2 separate regions of the Mus musculus genome follow, and region 2 is linked to region 1. The links are chromatin contacts, called in public Hi-C maps. All regions are on one chromosome and are shown on one strand. Each heading gives the region's core, a stretch centred on a gene start, on an enhancer-like site or on the middle of the called end of the contact. The rest is flanking DNA. Distances are from core to core; before and after follow the strand shown.

Region 1 (5,004 bases), core at 1,858-4,357:
CTTTCCTGGTTCTCCTCCCTGTGTTTGCATACTCCTTTTAAAGCATGGATGAAAACTAAAGTCTGCCTATACTCTTCTCTTTGATACTACAAAGAGGTGTCGTAAAGCTAAGTAAAGGTTTCCCTGGAGAGATATCAATTCTAAGTATGATTCATACATAAACACACACCCATGAGGACGTTAAGCCTGTGTGACCACCATACCCTGTGGGTCACACAGCTAGCTGTAAACTTCAGGAAGCCGGGCACTCTCCACCAGGGTCTGGACTGATGGGCTTCCTGTGAGAGCCAGGTCCCTGACAGCTGAAACGGGAACATACATCCTAGGGACCTGCTGTTTAAGTGGAAGACAGATTCCATGTCAAGGAATTGCTCTTTGTCTGAGGAGAAAGGAGCTGGGAGTGAGACACCAAAGCGCTGTGAAGAGCCAAGGTGCAGCTCACCTCAGCATCAAAATCACACTGGTCTCCAGCATCACCTGCTCTTCCCACTCTCCGTCACACAATGAGAGGTCAGAAGGGTCAGGAAAAGTGATCGGGAGCAGGAGGAGAGAAGAGAACCAAAAAGCATGAGAGATCAAATGCTTCCCAGGCCCTCCAGGCCCTTTCCTCTGCTCTTGGGCCCATTTCCAGGGTCTCTCCGTGGGTGTTAGGAAGCCATAGAGAGAAGCTTTGTTTTCATGGCACACTGTATTAATCACAAGTTGGAATGTCTCCCATTTGAGCATTTGGTGTGAAATGAGATGTGAATCTGAGAGAAGACTCATTACTGTCCCCAAATACAAGACCGGAGCTAAACCAATAAGAGGAGCACCCTCCTAGGAGTCCGGGGATCAGGCTCAGCCCACTACCCCTTAAACTCCTAGACGGTCCAGTTCCTCACCTGCAGGATTCTAATTCCCCTTTTGTAGGCATGGAGAAGTTGTTAACACATTGACTGCTGGGCTTTATCGCTCCGTGTCTGAGGTTCCCAGGTGCTGCCAATGCTAGTCTTGGGGACACAGCTCAAAAAGGTCTGTGGGTTCAAGGGGGAGTGGGTGCCACAGCATAAAAGCAAGCATCCTGCCCTGCTCTGGATTTCCCGTTTATACACGTTCACTGGGCTTTCCCCACTGTTCCACACTGCTGATGCTGTTTCAGCAATTTGCAGGAAACAGATGTGTCTTTCCTTCTGGGAAAACAAAGGAAGGTTAATAATAGTAAAAGCGGTATCTTGGAGGAAACTGGTATAGTGTATGTGTCTCTATTTGCCTTGTTATTTATATAAGTGGCAATTACACTATAGGACTTGTGTAATTTGACTTGATTTTCTTCTAAATCTTTTAAGAAATGCTTTTATTAGCATATATTAATTATACATAACGATTGATTTCACCTTGACTGTATTACTTTTCTGTTGTTAGGATAAACACCATGACCAGACGTGACTTGGGGATAAGAGGGTTGATTTTGCTTACACACCTTGATCACAGTCCCTCCCCAAGAGAGGCCAGGGCGGGAGCTCAAACAGGAGCAGAAGCAGGAAGCATGGAGGAAGACTGGTCACTGGCTTGCTCTCCGTGCCTCGCTCAACTTGTTTTCTTATAGAAGCCAGCTTCCCAGGGGTGAGGCCCTCCACAATAGCCTGAGCCCTCCCACATCAATCATTAACAAGAAAATGCCTCCATAGAAGTCCTACAGGGTAATAGGATGGAAGCATTTTGTCATTTGAGGTCCCCTCTTCCCAGATGACACCAGCTTGTGTCAAGTTGACAAAACTAACCAACCAGCACAGTAACATTTGTATACATGCCCACCCCCTGTTACCCTCTCTTGTCCCCTCAGAGACACCACTTCCCCCTCTCTTCCCAATCAATGGCCCACTTCTTCCAATGATTCTCTTCACAGTCGCTACCCTGTTTTGCCTTAACTGTCAGATTGACACAGCCCACAGTCATCTGATAGGAAAACATCACTGGAGGAGTTGCTTAGATCAGACTGGCCTGAAGGCATGTCTTCAGAAGATTATCTTGATTATTAGTAGGTGTAGGAGGGGCCAGCCTGCTGTGGTGGTACCATCCTTAGACAAGTGGTAAGACAGACAGCTGAGCATGAGTCTGAGGGTGAACCAGAATGAAACAACCACTTCTGACCTGAAGAAATATTTGCTGACCTAAGTGATTTTGTTTTTGTTTTTGTTTTTTTTGCCATGAACCAGAAAAATCCTAGCATGTGTATGGTGAAGGGTAGAGCTGCTCACCGAGTAGTCCTTCTTTAGCTCATTCCTTTCCACTATAACCCTCAACACAAATGAGTTCAAAGGAAATGGGCCATTTCAAGCCTTCATTTTTGGCTGAATATCCATCCTGCAAACTCTCTTCTTAGACATATGCACCAAGGTACCAAGTCACAGAGCACAGAGACACTCAACGAAATTGAATATAGCAATAATACAGCAATGCATCTTCATTAATAAACTGATAGAATTAGCCAAGGTTTGCAGGACTATTCCGACAACTATGAGTTTTCTTGTAATTTTACTTCTCTGTGCTCTAGGGACTTTATAGGATCCTGAAATGTGTTTCTGGAACATTCCTCTGAGGCAAATAAGAAGCAGGTGTAATTATGTCTTCTTCACACATGGACAGGCAAACAGAAAGGAACGCACTGAAGCACACGAGGCAAAGGCCAAATGGTTCCAATGTGACCTATGCTCCTACCAGCCCACTTTCCTTTATCTGCACTGTGGGAACCTTGGAAGGCATTGTTCTGTCATTTTCTGAGGACATCTGAAGCAAAGAAATGATAAAGCTAATGCTTATGGGCAGCAGCAGTCCAAGCCTGTGGAGAGAAAATGTGATTTCTACAGATAATGTGATCATGTCTCCTCAAAGCTAAAGTCTCTCCCCCTCTGATGAGCCCAAGCCATACAATTTGATAGAGAAGCAAGCAGAGAATTGACTCTAAACTAATAGATGTGATAATGGCTGCAAAGCTCTGAAAGCACTCGGCATTTCCGGAGGACTATGCAACTGGGAATTTTTCCAAATTGTAATAGTTTTCAGTGGAACAGGCTTACAAAATGTGCTGCCGCTGGCCAGACGCCATATTGCTGACACTATAGAACAAAGCCAGACCCAAAGAAGAAGAAAAGCACAGCCCAAAGCCTGCACTGTTCACCCTCTTTGCTACTGTGCCTTGGTTTTAGACGAGATTTATTCTTCAAGATCTGGGCCCTTAAGGAATTCTTAATTTTAATAACCAGGGCTGGGGAAATGGCTCTGTGGGTAAGTGGTTGCTGAACAAGTGTGAGGAGCAGGGAGAGCCTCAGCACCCGAGTAAATGTTGTGTGGGTGTGGCAGCCCACTTGGCATCTCACTGTGTGAGACACGCAGGATCTCCGGAGCAGTTTGCTACAGAATAGCTGAGATGACTAGTCCTCTGAGTTCAGTGTAAGACTTTGCCTTGTATAAAGTTGTAGAGAGATAGAGATACCTGATTTTGGCCTCCAGCCTGTACACAAACACACATCTATACACATACCCACTATATGCATACACACACACACACACACATATACACCTGTATGCATGAGAGCGTGTACACACACACACACACACACACATATACAGATACATGCACATGCATACCACACACATACAAACACACATTTTAAAATAATTTTAATACCCTCACCTTCAAGCCACAGACCCTAAAACAAGTTCATAGTCAGTCTTGGCCATTTTTTGACCTCCAGCTTCCATAAGTCCCAGTTTGCTCTGTGTGGAGGGCCCACAGCAAAAATCTATCTTCTCTTCCTGCCTCTCTACCACTCTCTCCAAACACCTCCCATGTAAAAACCCTGAGACTGAAGGAAAGAAAAGGTAGCTGGCGTCCTCCAGTAACAAAGGTTCAGGGTCTTCCTTTTCTATACGTTTTGTCCTTTGCCAGGTAGCGTACATATTGAAATGTGGAACTCAGCGGACAACATCCGCACTAGTGGCCTGTCCACCAATAGACTATTTTTCATGAGGTTACAACTTCTTGGCTCTTTATATCAGTAGGTTCTAGAATCCACAAATTTAACCATTTTTAGATTTTAAATAGTTTTAGACTATTTACCAAATATATACAGAGGTCTCCCTAGAAAGCTTAAGGCCTCATAGTAAGACATTGACCCAAAACTAAATAAATAATCCACCCCCAAATCAAAAAAAACAAAAACCCAGATGATTTTTGTTTTGTGGTCTATGCCTATAATCCAAGCACTTGAGAGGAAGAAACAAGTGAAGATCTCTGTGAAGATCAAGATTAGCCTGGTCTACATCCAGTTCCAGGACAGCCAAGGCTCCAATAGTGACACCCTATCACACACACACAGAGGGTGGGGCAAAGACACCAACCAATGTGTCCTAGTTCTGTCAGAATTCCCTATAGAACATAAAACATCAGCGCATCAGGTACACTGCATTTGCATCATATCAAGTCTTATGAGTCCATTATGAACAAATGTTTGCAGATTTCACAAAAGAAAGGAGCATCATCAGAGTCGATGTCTGCGGGGTTCTGGAAAATGTGGAGGTAGAGATGGAAACAACACTAGAGCAAACTTCTATCACCCCAAAGTTTGGCTCTACCCAAGTTTATGTCAGTATGTGTCTCAGGTCTTCATCTTCACTGCACACACTGGCAAATAAATCATGTAAACAAACAAACAAACAAACAAACAAACAAACCAGGGAAATAAGACCCTTCACAATACCCTCAAACAGTATGAAATAGCTTAGGGTAACTCTAACCAAGCAAGTAAAAGACTTGTATGATAAAAACTTCAAGTCTTTGAAGAAAATTAAAGAAGATATCAGAAGATAGAAAGACTTCCCTTGCTAATGGATCAATAGGATTAACATAGTAAAAATGACCAGCTTACCAAAAGCAATGTACAGATTCAATGCAATCCCCATCACAATTTCAACACAATTCTTTACAAATATTAAAATGACAATTCTCATGGGAAAACAAAAAAC
Region 2 (5,004 bases), core at 1,051-3,550, 98 kb before region 1:
CTGTGTCCCGTCAGAAATGTACTTGTAACTCAGAACAACTGGAACAGGCTGGCTTCCCTTCTAGGCTTATTCACTTCCAAAACCCAGGAATCAAAATGATAACATAAACTCATTTCACAATAATTGTTAAATTCTCTCAAAAAACAGAATTAGTTGGCTTTTAAATCTTTGAATTATTAGTGACTGAAGAATATAACCACTTTTGAAATAATAAAACTCTATACTACTGTATATTTAATGTTGAAGGATATCATGATGATGTCTGTAGCTATGGGAGTCTGGTGAGTGCCATCATGGTGATGTCTGTAGATATGCGGGTCTGGTGAGTGCCATCATGGTGATGTCTGTAGATATGCGGGTCTGGTGAGTGCCATCATGGTGATGTCTGTAGCTATGGGAATCTGGTGAGTGCCATCATGGTGATGTCTGTAGATATGGGGGTCTGGTGAGTGCCATCATGGTGATGTCTGTAGATATGGGGGTCTGGTGAGTGCCATCATGGTGATGTCTGTAGATATGGGGGTCTGGTGAGTGCCATCATGATGATGTCTGTAGCTATGGGGGTCTGGTGAGTGCCATCATGGTGATGTCTGTAGATATGTGGGTCTGGTGAGTGCCATCATGGTGATGTCTATAGATATGGGAGTCTGGTGAGTGCCATCATGGTGATGTCTGTAGCTATGGGGGTCTGGTGAGTGCCATCATGGTGATGTCTGTAGATATGCGGGTCTGGTGAGCGCCATCATGGTGATGTCTGTAGATATGGGGGTCTGGTGAGCGCTATCATGGTGATGTCTGTAGATATGGGGGTCTGGTGAGTGCCATCATGGTGATGTCTGTAGCTATGGGGGTCTGGTGAGTGCCATCATGGTGATGTCTGTAGCTATGCGGGTCTGGTGAGCGCCATCATGGTGATATCTGTAGATATGGGAGTCTGGTGAGTGCCATCATGGTGATGTCTGTAGATATGCGGGTCTGGTGAGTGCCATCATGGTGATGTCTGTAGATATGTGGGTCTGGTGAGTGCCATCATGATGATGTCTGTAGCTATGGGGGTCTGGTGAGTGCCATCATGGTGATGTCTGTAGATATGCGGGTCTGGTGAGTGCCATCATGGTGATGTCTGTAGATATGCGGGTCTGGTGAGTGCCATCATGGTGATGTCTGTAGCTATGGGGGTCTGGTGAGTGCCATCATGGTAATGTCTGTAGATATGTGGGTCTGGTGAGTGCCATCATGATGTCTGTAGATATGGGGGTCTGGTGAGTGCCATCATGGTGATGTCTGTAGATATGGGAGTCTGGTGAGCGCCATCATGGTGATGTCTGTAGATATGGGGGTCTGGTGAGCGCCATCATGGTGATGTCTGTAGATATGGGAGTCTGGTGAGCGCCATCATGGTGATGTCTGTAGATATGGGGGTCTGGTGAGCGCCATCATGGTGATGTCTGTAGATATGGGAGTCTGGTGAGCGCCATCATGGTGATGTCTGTAGATATGCGGGTCTGGTGAGTGCTGAGATTTCCTGGGATTTCCAGCTTCCTGTGTTCTAGAACAAGAGGCTGAACGGGGCTCATGGACAGCCGCAGATGTGGAAACAGTTTTCTGAGAGAAGGAAGCAAGCCAGAGCTGGGAGAAGAGTCGGGAACTCAATGGCAAACGCTATAGGGAGCACTGGGACTTTATATCCTGGTCTATGAGGCCATTTATGTAGCACAGGCTGTCTCATGTGTGCCCTGTTTTATGTCCACCTTGGCAACAGTGGTCTTCTCTCCATTGTACTCTCCTGCCTCACTGGGATCAAGCAGTTTTTAATAATACAGTCTTACCAAGATAAATATATTTATAAATAATTGTCCAGGGCTAGCTACATCTGGCCTGACAGCTGTTGCTTACTGAGGTGACAGTCTTAATAGGATGCACTAAGACAGCTTATGCTCAAAGGGTCCCATATATCCCCTCAAAACAGACGCTGTTGCCTTTGTTAGTGGTTACCCTCCAGAACATGGAGAAAGCAAGCCAGTGCAGACCTGGAAACGTCAATTCCTACTGGCTGACCAAATCATCTGTGTGCACTGGCCAGCTTCCATAGTGTCAGAAGGTGCTACACATACTAGTAGGGGATAAAGTACTCACCAGTGAACCCAGCCATCTAACTCATCTACATACACCCCCACCACTCAGGGGTCATCCCAGAAGAGTGGGCAGAAAGGCTGAAAGAGCAAGCGGGGGTGGAGAACTACTGTAAACTCTGTTTTCCAAACAGGACAGGGCCTGTGCACACATGACCTCATAGCAGCTGTGAATGAGTGCACAGAACTTGCACAAGACCAAGTCAGCAGATCCCAGCATGGAGGAGGGAGGGGCTTATAAGCGCTATCAGCAATCCCTAGTGGCTGGACAAGGGAGTCTGTTTGCTCCAGGGATGCAGCCCCTGTGAGGCTGCCCATATTGCTGTGGATGGGCCAATAGATGAACAATTTGGCAGCACTGAGACGATTCAGTCAGTGAGTTTTAAAGAACCACGTGGAGTTGGGAGGGCAGTGGCTGAGGATGGGGAGGAGGTGGAGAGGAGGGAGGATGGGGAGGAGGTGGAGATGAGGGAGGATGGGGAGGAGGAGGAGATGAGGGAGGATGGGGAGGAAGTGGAGATGAGGGAGGATGGGGAGGAGGTGGAGATGAGGGAGGATGGGGAGGAGGAGGAGATGAGGGAGGATGGGGAGGAGGAGGAGATGAGGGAGGATGGGGAGGAAGTGGAGATGAGGGAGGATGGGGAGGAGGAGATGAGGGAGGATGGGGAGGAGGTGGATATGAGGGAGGATGGGGAGGAGGTGGAGATGAGGGAGGATGGGGAGGAGGTGGAGATGAGGGAGGATGGGGAGGAGGAGGAGATGAGGGAGGATGGGGAGGAAGTGGAGATGAGGGAGGATGGGGAGGAGGTGGAGATGAGGGAGGATGGGGAGGAGGAGGAGATGAGGGAGGATGGGGAGGAGGAGGAGATGAGGGAGGATGGGGAGGAGGTGGAGATGAGGGAGGATGGGGAGGAGGAAGAGATGAGGGAGGATGGGGAGGAGGAGGAGATGAGGGAGGATGGGGAGGAGGTGGAGATGAGGGAGGATGGGGAGGAGGTGGAGATGAGGGAGGATGGGGAGGAGGTGGAGATGAGGGAGGATGGGGAGGAGGTGGAGATGAGGGAGGATGGGGAGGAGGTGGAGATGAGGGAGGATGGGGAGGAGGTGGAGATGAGGGAGTGGCTTTGATCAGGTTGTGTCCTTGAACAGCCTGGTTACTTTCTGGTTTTTGTTTGTTTGTTTGTTTTTTGTTTTTGTCAAAGTGACCCAAGGGAGAGTCATCTAAGAAGATGGAGCCTCAGTTAAGAATCTGCCCTCACCACACTGGCTACTGGCAGCCTGTGGGCATTTTCTTGATTGAGGATTGGCATGGGGGAGGGCCCAGGCTACTGTGAATGCTGCAGTCTCTGGGCGGGTAGTCTGGGGGCCCAGAAGAAAGCAGGCTGAGAAAGCAGGGGTGGGGGTGGGGGTGGGGAGCCTGCTAGTAAATACAGTCCCTCCGTAGCCTCTGCTTCAGTTCCTGCCTCCAGGTTCCTGCTTTGAGTTCCTGCCATGACCCATCATGATGGGCCTTAACTGTGTGTTTGCTATAACTGTACGCTCACTACAACTGTGCCTGCTATAACAGCATGCTTTTCTCCCAGGTGGCTTTCAGCCAGAGTATTGATCACAGTGCAAAACTTAACTAGGGCAATGCATGTATGAAATTCTTTGAATGGTAAATTTAAAAGGAGGGGGGAAAAGGAAGTTAAAAATAAGTGAGAACTAAAAATCCACTTCAATCACACACATACAAATGCTCTAATAGTAAACAGAATGTGGCTGGTGTGCTATTGTTGAAAGGACAACAATGGCTTGACATAGATTTTGGAGTCTCAATAAATTAAGTTCTGTGATATTGTGCACTTTTATTTAGTAACCTGAAAGAAAGGCCTACACAGGCAAGGCCCCTTCTCTCAGAGATGGAAAAGTCTTGGATCCTTAATAACTGAGATGTATTTCCAGGGCAGGTGAGAAGGCTGGGGTCAGGTCCCACTCCTTATCTTTTCTTTCTTTATAGTAAACCTATCTTACTTAGTCCTTCTCCCTAGTTTGTTTTTTTATAATAGCAATAATTTAAACAATAATTATTCTTATTCTTCGTTGTCGCCACCACATCATGATCATCGGGCCAATCCTGCAGTCTTCTCTCCACAGCCTTTCTATTTTCCTACATCTGGTCATGAAATCCAAGTGCCCAAATCAGAAAACTAGTCGGTGTTGTGGTGCCATCTAGTGGTCAGTTTGGCTATGGGCATGCCTGCTTTGCCACAGCAATCCACCTTGGAATGATTTACCTCAATCTTGCTTTTAGGACCAATACTCTTCCTCCTCCTCCTCCTCCTCCTCCTGCTCCTCCTCCTCCTCCTTCTCTTCCTCCTCCTCCTCCTTCTCCTCCTCCTTCTCCTCCTCCTCCTTCTCCTCCTCCTCCTCCTCCTGCTCCTCCTCCTCCTGCTCCTCCTCCTCCTCCTCCTGCTCCTCCTCCTCCTGCTGCTCCTCCTCCTCCTCCTGCTCCTCCTCCTCCTCCTTCTTATTTTTAAAATCTTTCTCTTTATTTAAAAACACTTGGGGGAGGGCAGTAAGATGGCTCAGTAGGTTAGCCTGCTGACCTGAATTCTATCTCAGAGCCACACAGGGTGGAGAGAGAAGATCGATTCCCACAAGCCCTTGTGTATCTGCACACCCACACAGACAAACTCACATATATGAATGAATGAATGAATGAATGAATGAATGAATGAATGAATGAAATTTTAAAGTTTGTTTTTTATCATAGTCTTGAGTCAACCAAGAATAACAGAAAAAGTTGTGAGCAGGCCCATGAGCACCCTTCAAAGGCAGGCACTAGCGTGCCCGGGTGAGATAGAGTGTGCGCGCACAGAATATTCCTGGG

What was found. A called contact is a pair of places that touch in the nucleus more often than the background predicts.
Region 2: a contact with region 1 is called in a Hi-C map of liver, with 2.0 times the contacts expected there. The contact joins two enhancer-like sites. A contact is called at or near these places in 6 of 484 Hi-C or Micro-C datasets (embryonic fibroblasts, embryonic stem cells, liver and 2 more) and 1 of 115 datasets of contacts at active chromatin or transcription factors (acute myeloid leukemia).

Annotation. Positions count from the first base shown.
Region 1 is chr5:21,167,219-21,172,222 of GRCm38.p6, reverse strand. No RefSeq gene overlaps it. Among named protein-coding and RNA genes, the nearest start is that of Gsap, 17 kb to the left of the region's middle. Within about 2 kb of position 3,107, at least 51 of the 459 cell types and tissues checked have an H3K27ac peak or open chromatin away from gene starts, as enhancers often do. A contact at or near this core is called in liver, where this site is marked.
Region 2 is chr5:21,264,572-21,269,575 of GRCm38.p6, reverse strand. All of the region lies in intron 19 of Gsap (gamma-secretase activating protein), which reads right to left. Among named protein-coding and RNA genes, the nearest start is that of Gsap, 81 kb to the right of the region's middle. Within about 2 kb of position 2,300, at least 18 of the 459 cell types and tissues checked have an H3K27ac peak or open chromatin away from gene starts, as enhancers often do. A contact at or near this core is called in liver, where this site is marked.